Linked DNA regions of Danio rerio: all the other regions are linked to region 1. Evidence: chromatin contacts called from public HiChIP or PLAC-seq and Micro-C data. All regions are on one chromosome and are shown on one strand. The core of a region is the stretch at or near the end of the contact, and the rest is flanking DNA. Distances in the headings are between cores, read along the strand shown.

Region 1 (2,871 bases), core at 37-2,536:
GCTGTGGGACTAATATGGTTACCTAACGCATAATTTATATATTGCAGAGCACAGTATTATTCTATGCATACCTCTTCACTATCAGCAAAAGAATGAGCCCGTCTCTCACAAAGAGATAGTTTCTCTGCAGGAGTAATCATGCTGTAATTCTTTCCATCTTCTTTCTGTGAGATTATTGTTGAATCTGCTTCCTGAAGGTATTCTCCAGAACTGCCACTGCTGCTCATGTTGAAGCTGGTGAATCTGCAAAAGTTCTGAGCTAAGCAGTTTTTCAAAACATGATGAATTATACCTACAATATTAGGTGTTGAGAAACATCCCCCTTTCACTGCATGGAGTTCGGATGTAAAAAAAAAAATTAAGTACCATTTGATTTTTTTCTTCTAAAATGCATATTTCCAATAGCGGTAAAGTTAAAGTTGATTTTATATTCACATATTCATTCATTTAGAAGTCTCTATACTGTTTACCATGTTACTTTGAATATTCGATTGGAATTAGCATGCAAGTGTGACTTGAAAACAACATTAACACTGTTTGTTTGACTGTGAACAATGTTGTACTTTGATAGTCATTGGCGGGTAATATGATTTCACTGTTTAGAGTTTGCAAATAATACTTTTATAAATTTTTATTATTAAGGGGAAAGTCTGAATGTGCGAATATAAAACCAACTTTACCTCTATATATTACCACAGCCTCTCATGTTTCTGTAAACCTAATTCACTTTTTAAAGATAATAAAAAATCTATTCTCTGCTATTAAAGTGAAATCACAAAACCTACATACAGAAAACTAAAAGAAAAAGTGTGTTTTAGAAGACAATTTCAGATGGCACTTCTGCATCTGAATGAGAAATTGGTCAGAGTAGGAGTTGAGCTGAGAGCTGAGGAGTCCCTAACAATCTCATTCTGACCCCTCATTTTGTTTTCCCACAGACCAAATAATGTCAAACTGGTTTTAAACGACTAGAAAGAGAAAATAATAAGAGAATGTTCCGTTTTTGACTGAACTATTAGAAAAATGAATACATACGATTCATCCAGCGCAGTGACTGAGCAGTCCTGCTGTGATGCGCCAAACGGTCCGCTGTGCGGTGCCAGGCTCATTTTAATGGCGAAGGCAAATGACACTGAGCAGTCAAATTACAGTACAAGCCGGCTTTTGATTGATGGTAAGAATGATTTCTCTTTTATATTGCTCTTCAAAGACTGCAACGATCTTTTCAGGCACACTGGAAGTCAGAGCTGTGCCTGTGCAACCGAGAAACGACTATCACGAAACCCAAACAAACGCTGTGATTGGCTGATTCCTACACATGGGCGGGTCATGTGACTCTCAAGTCACTACATTGATAAATAATAATTGAGCATTTTAACGCCATAATGCTTCTGTTCTTACATACATCTGAACCTTTATATTTTTAGCAGTAAATTTCTTCAGAAGTATTTTAAATCTTTCCAATAATGTACATGTTGGAAATTGCTCATTTATAATTGAATATTTAAAATGTAGTACCTCGTAAAAATAGTAATAATTTATGATTATCTAATTCAATATCTTATGCGTTTATCAAATTTTTAACATTTACAATAATACTGCATTTATAGAAAAAAGGTCCCATTTAAGTAGCCTACTAAATATTAAGTGTCCTATAGTCTTTGTTAATTCATTCATTAATTTTCTTTTCGGCTTAGTCCCTTTATTAATCAGGGGTCGCCACAGCGGAATGGACTGCCAACTTATCCAGCATATGTTTAACACAGAGGATGCCTTTCGAGCTGCAACACAGTACTGGGAAACATTCATACACTCTCATTCACACACATACACTATGGACAATTTAGCTTACCTAATTCAAAGCCACCACACCGCTCAGCGTCTTTGTTAATAGTTTTTAGTAAAATTGCTAAATTGTTAACCGAGGGAGTGCTAACCTGAAGGACTTTATTAGGTTACCTATAGTTAGGTTATCCATTTATATTTATGGCAGAAAGAAAAACCGTTTATGCATGTTGACAGCAGAGTTTATTATAAATACTTTAAATTATACATAAATAAATTACAGACAATATTGTATATAGTGATATACCTGTTCATACATTTTTCAATTTTGTAAAATATTTTTATTCTCTATTTACTACTTTCTTTCTTAATGCCTTTATTATCTGTGATTTTTTTTGTCCAGTACTCTCATTCTGTTGAACTATGGAAACAGAATACATGAATACAAGTTGCTTGTATGTGTAAACATCCCAATACAGCTCTTTCTGATTCTGATAATAAATTGGATTTCAATGGGATTGTGTAGCCTATAAATAAACTAAAACCCCATTGCTGAGTATATGTATTGCAAATGGCCATCTATTTTGAAAAAAACATGAACCACATTATCATAAGCCCACATTGTGGGTAGCTGACATGCAGTGCATTATGAACAGGTCTTATATAGCCTGCAAAACAACAAAGGTATCCAATTACAACCTTGAGCATTCAGTCGTCTTGAGGGTTTAATACCACTTAAAAAATATTTAAGACTGAAACATTTAAGGACAGTGAGCAATTCATTTAAGATATTACAGTTTTTCCCAGTGGCTTTTGTGCATTTCTCACAACACTATTTACATTTGCACAACAGTTAATGCATTTCTCAAAACAATTAGTCATTTGTGCACATCATAGTAGCATAGTAGTTTCATAGTAGTTTCTCATTATTTTCAACAAATTGCAGATGCATTTGGACATGCATTAATTGCTTATACAACTCTCTGCTATTTTATAAAATCATCATTTGCTTATGTCATGTCAGTCAAAATGAACTAAACCTGTGAATGCTGAATAGTCATTCCATATTAAACTAATAGACCTCAT
Region 2 (2,700 bases), core at 152-2,651, 290 kb before region 1:
TCCAGGATCAGACTGGTGCTCAGATCATCATACTCGCACAACTCCTTGGCAGTCATTCCCGATGAAGGAACATGACGCCTTTCTGCCTCCGGGGGCGCCCCACCACAACCTGTTTGAACATTTGACATGAATAACTAATAGAAAAACTAACTACTGGTAAAATACAATAAATTGTTTTATGAACTTACGTCGACTGCATCTTCTGACACTCGGGGAGCCTTTGTTCTGGCGAAGATGGGATCTCTGTGTGTTTTGCAGCCTGGATTTGCTTACGGGCTGATTACTGGAGAACTTTCTGCCATGTCTCCTGCCATTCAGCACCATGTTCTTGGATTCTCCCATCTACTTCATACCAGCTGGCGGTATGGAGAAGGCGCATTGAGCTTCTGTGTGCTTGTGAGAAACCATTCAACAAGACAGCGACAGGTACAATGGGAATAAGGTCAGATCTGTCGTCTTTAATTGTTTCTTTAGATTTGACTTCACCTGTTCAAAAAAAAAAAAACGTTGTTTAATGTACTTTTGATATGATTATATTGCCAATAATACTTCAACAACTTCAACACAAACAGTACAGGTTCATTTCATTACCAGCATGCCATGAACTATGAATTCACTTCAAATGTTTGAGATGATTACTTTTAAATTATTCTTAGGTGCATAGCGCCACCACGTGGCTACTTTTGGAAATAAGATAAGCTGCCCGGTTTTACCCACAAACGTAGAAATTTCAATCGACATGGTGTTGGAAATGACGTCTCGAATAAACCAACATTTTCTAAAATTGATAGTATGCACAAATATCACTGATTTGTTACATTAATGCACTTCCCCGTAGTGGCTTAAACACTCCCATATTAGCGACGGTGCATTTAAATCCCCACACAAACCACATTAACACGCGGATTTAGGGTTACACATCAAATTATAGCTTTACTTAAACTGTAAGCAACGTTGATGTTTTAAAGTGCGAATCAACGAGTTATGTTGCGTTCCATAAGGCTAACACCCTAAATTAGCAGTAAAAAGCACTTGATATATGCTAACTAGCTTAGCATCGAGCTAACAAAACAATGAGACTTGCCGAACCGGCAGAACATCGATTTCTAAAACAGAGTTCTAGGTAAATGTTCCAGCATCATAATAACTATTATAAGAGCATGTTGGTGCAGGATAAGTATTATTTCTACGCACATTTTTATAGATACTGACATTAACCGAAAATAAAGAAGCATCACACCGGGCCTAATGTGCGGCTAACTGCGATTGCTAGGCGACACCCGGAACAGCCCTGTGCAAGAGTGAAGTCGGATACTGAATCGACGATCTAGCTTAAATACTCACGTTTTTCCTTCTGGCTCAAGCCTTATCCATCATCAAAGTCCAATGCAATTCCAAAAATGTCACATTGCCGGAAAACTGTTCGAAAATATTACATTAAAATTCAAGATGGCGGCCGTTTCCAGATCAACAGAGACGACAGGACAACCGAGCCGCCTCGGAAAGAAATAGACCCAAAATGTTTGAATTATAGGCCGTACTTTGACGCTCAATCCATCTTTTTAACTCCCAAACTGTCCGTATAATACCGTCGCGCAAAGAAAAGGCGGCTGGATGGTGATCGAGCGCTATAAACGCCTCGACAAACTCTAATGTATACAAAGACAGCGTTGTTGTTGTACCCCTTTAAATGTGCACTTGCGGCTCAGTGCGCTTGTGTTTCCGTAGAGCAGCAACAGCATCCCACCGCACCATCGCCTCGCACAAATTCACTCATTTTCTGCTTTAGCTTTAATGTGGTATTATATTATATTATATTATATTATATTATATTATATTATATTATATTATATTATATTATATTATATTATATTATATTATACAAGAGTTATCTTATCTTTTGCTTTGAGTTGTAACGTTACATTATATGTAAACATATATGCATACTAATATTTTTTGAGTTTTATGCAAATACTAACAACTATTTAGTAATTGAATATATATTTAATAAAGTCTATTGTGGCAATAAAGTCTGTTGCTGTAAAATATGTTTTCACATACATTGAACAATGAAAATGATCTTTAGACATTGATTTTTCAACATAATCTTGACCGATTTTAGTATTATTGTCACTAAAGAATGGTAAAGAAAATTTACAAGACAAAATAAACAAACATAAAAACTCAACAAGCAAAACCAAAGCTAAAATACATTTAAGCATACACAGCCATGTCTGAATATATAATACATTAAAGAGTTTGTTCACTTAAATATAAAGAAATGTTGTTAATCTAATCACTCACATACTATACAAGATATCCTTATTTCTTCATTAGAATAGTAAATACGATTTTAAGCTGAAAGTGTGGTCCTTTCTCATTCATAAAATGAAAGTCTAATTAAACTTTGAGAATTTAAGAAAGAAAGAAAGAAAGAAAGAAAGTGACTCATGCAATACGCTGAAGTCTTGTGAAGTGAAGCAGTATTTCTGTGCAAGAAACAAAACATTATTTACAACATTATTACTTTTCATCCATGGTCATGGAAAACAATCCTGGGGGTATTTACAACTATCTGGAGCATGAGCTTGCTGATGCAGACGGATCTATGTGTGGAGACAAACATGTGAGCTGGCAGCTTTAGATTTTTTTATGGTTGCAGCAACCCATGAGTTTGAGATCATCCATCATTATGTGACA
Region 3 (2,700 bases), core at 38-2,537, 350 kb before region 1:
TGCTTAAAGTGCAAGCTTTTCGAATTAAAGGTTGTATTGAGGTTAAATGTGTTTTCTTTCTGATCATTTATTGTTAAAATGTATTATATCCTAAACCATTTTGAATGTTATATTCATTATGTAACTGATAAAAGTCATCACCTTTTCAAGTTTTAGGAACAACAAATAACTTGACTTGTAGTTGATCATTTGGTGTTAGAAGTGGCTTATATGAAAGACAAAGGTCTCAAATCATGCCTATTTTACCAAAATAAAATATGATCATGACCTGATTTAATTATCAAATTAGGACAGCAAGGTCTGACTTTGCTTGGACAAAGGTCTTGTTACTTAACAGAAATAATGTTCTGTATAGAATATAAAGTCATGGTGCAGTGGGAAAATAATTAATATTGTGTATGACTCCCATGAGCTTGGATGACTGCATCCATGCATCTCTGCAATGACTCACATAACTTATTAATAAAGTCATCTGGAATGGCAAAGAAAGCATTCTTGCAGGACTCCCAGTGTTCATCAAGATTCTTTGGATTCATCTTCAATACCTCCTCCATCATCTTCCGCCTACATGCTCAATAATGTTCATTCTGGTGACTGGGCTGGCCAATCCTGGAGCACCTTGACCTTCTTTGCTTTCAGGAACTTCGATGTTGAAGCTGAAGTATGAGAAGGAGCGCTATCCTGCTGAAGAATTTGCCTTTTCCTGTAGTTTTGAGCAGCACAAATTTCTTGATACCTCAGGCTGTTGATGTTGCCATCCACTCTGCAGATCTATCACATGCCCCCATACTCAATGTAACCCCAAACCATGATTTTTCCTTCACTAAACTTGACTGATTTCTATGAGAATCTTGGGCTCATGCTGGTTCCAACAGGTCTTCTGCAGTATTTGTAATGATTGGGATGCAGTTCAACAGATGATTCATCTGAAAAACAAAATCAACCTTCTGCCACTTTTCCAAATGATCCAACTAGAAGTTATTATTTGTTGCTCTTACAACTGGGATCAATGGCAAGACTTTTGTTAGGTAGTGTATGTCTCATTTTTAATATTATATTTCTCATTGCATAGTGCAGTTGTGTCAGTTGCACTATTATAAATTATTCCATCATAAGAAATAAACTAATTATCTACAGTTTTTCAATAAAACAGTTCATGACATTCCTATGCATATAATTTTTTAAAGAGGAAAATGAAGGTTCTCCCATCTCCCATACTGACACTCAAACTATTTTTCATGAGCAAATATCTAATCTTTCAAGCTCTGGCTATTTGGCTACAAGTCAGTGATACACTGGACATTCGATTTGCATAGTGGAGTAGTAGAAAGCCAACAGTTCTACATATGCCATTGAAACACATCTTGTATTAGTTAAAGGTTCCTGAAGGCAGTGAAGATCAAGCATGTTTAATAAGAGCTGAATGAACAAGTGATCCAACAGGTTTGCCATTTGTGTTTGCTGATCATTTGTCAGGTGATCACTGTCAACTATGTAGGAATATGGATATGCTCCCGTCATAGTTTATTTACAAAATGGAACTAAAGGTGGAAAACTAAAGCTTGAAAAGGTAGGGCTTTCAACTTAGTGTTTTTAATTGTGATTTCCTTTTTAAAATTGATGTTTATTAAAGCCTTAAGCTACAAAGATATGTCTTTCTTGGAAAGTGTCGTAACTAGTTCTCAAGATACTAAATGTAGTGTGTTTTTAAAAATTATGCAACGTGCATTATACATAGTATACATTAATGTACATTTATTCAGATTTTCTGTACATATGAATAACGGATATCAGGAATACCTTTATGTCATTCATTTCCAGGGTTGTACATGGCAGAACGACAATATGGTGTTTATGGCTTTGAGTCTTCGACTGCTATTCTCTGAGCAAGTTGAGTATAGTATCTTGGCCATATCAGCTGTGGTTTTCCTTGCAGCCCTTGGCTTTTTGATATGGCAAATTTACCGCTACTGTACACAGTTTCGCGTTTTGCAAAGAGCTGGTAAGTTTTCTTGCAAATTAACTGACTGATTAGTATATATTACTATGAACAGCTGCTGTTTGAAATAATCCTTTTAAAATATGTGCCTTAAATATGCAGTATTGTATAGGAAGTTTGATATTATTTATGATATCCCTAACAATTAAATGTCAGTAAAATGGTTTTATTGTTTTGGAAAGCAATTCAAATTTGAAATAAAAATGGATAATAAGTAATCAAATGTACATTTAAATTATTTATAATGTATAATCACAATAATAATATTATTTGTAAATAATATTTTTAATATTCCTCTTAACTTTCTATTTAAAGAATTTTAAAAAATGATAATGATAATAAACATGTTTCTTTTAGAACCAAATCGGCATATTAAAAAGTTTTCTGAATAATCATGTGACACTAAAGTTTGCAGTAAAGATGCTGACAATTAATTTACATGTTTATTTAATTAAATAACTTCCTTTTCAATGTTATATGAATTAAACAATGAGATTGTTTAGCAGCAAAGCTAATAGGGTTTATGCAAAATACCTATCAAGATCTATTTGATTCCTGTGAATGTTTTATTAACAGATGGCCAGCCAGCTAAAAGAGGAGGTTTTCAGAATGGTAAACAAGCTATGGTAAGAATAATTTGCATAAGCCATCATAATCGTCATTACCTGGAATGCACCTAATATGTGCTGTGTTTACTTCCG

Evidence for each region. Hi-C and Micro-C count contacts between places; a contact is called where the count stands out from the background. HiChIP or PLAC-seq counts read pairs in DNA pulled down with a chosen protein or histone mark.
Region 2: a contact with region 1 is called in an H3K4me3 HiChIP or PLAC-seq map of gastrula embryo, with 2.9 times the contacts expected there. The contact joins the promoter of kmt5b here to the promoter of ttc23 in region 1. A contact is called at or near these places in 2 of 4 datasets of contacts at active chromatin or transcription factors (embryo and gastrula embryo).
Region 3: a contact with region 1 is called in a Micro-C map of caudal fin, with 4 times the contacts expected there. The contact joins the promoter of syt19 here to the promoter of ttc23 in region 1. A contact is called at or near these places in 3 of 18 Hi-C or Micro-C datasets (caudal fin, embryo and an unstated tissue).

What each region holds. Positions count from the first base shown.
Region 1 is chr18:22,212,669-22,215,539 of GRCz12tu, reverse strand. It overlaps ttc23 (tetratricopeptide repeat domain 23), which reads right to left and starts at 1,286. Exons shown (of 11, transcript XM_073930314.1): 1 at 1,036-1,286; 2 at 72-243. The coding sequence starts at 1,109.
Region 2 is chr18:22,501,415-22,504,114 of GRCz12tu, reverse strand. It overlaps kmt5b (lysine methyltransferase 5B), which reads right to left and starts at 1,401. Exons shown (of 10, transcript NM_001007337.2): 1 at 1,345-1,401; 2 at 189-486; 3 at 1-109. The coding sequence starts at 342. It also overlaps a transcript of anpeplb not described here.
Region 3 is chr18:22,558,035-22,560,734 of GRCz12tu, reverse strand. It overlaps syt19 (synaptotagmin XIX), which reads left to right and starts at 1,287. Exons shown (of 7, transcript XM_073930316.1): 1 at 1,287-1,570; 2 at 1,822-2,002; 3 at 2,576-2,625. The coding sequence starts at 1,846. si:dkey-12e7.4 reads left to right here. Exons shown (of 6, transcript NM_001144042.1): 6 at 1-43.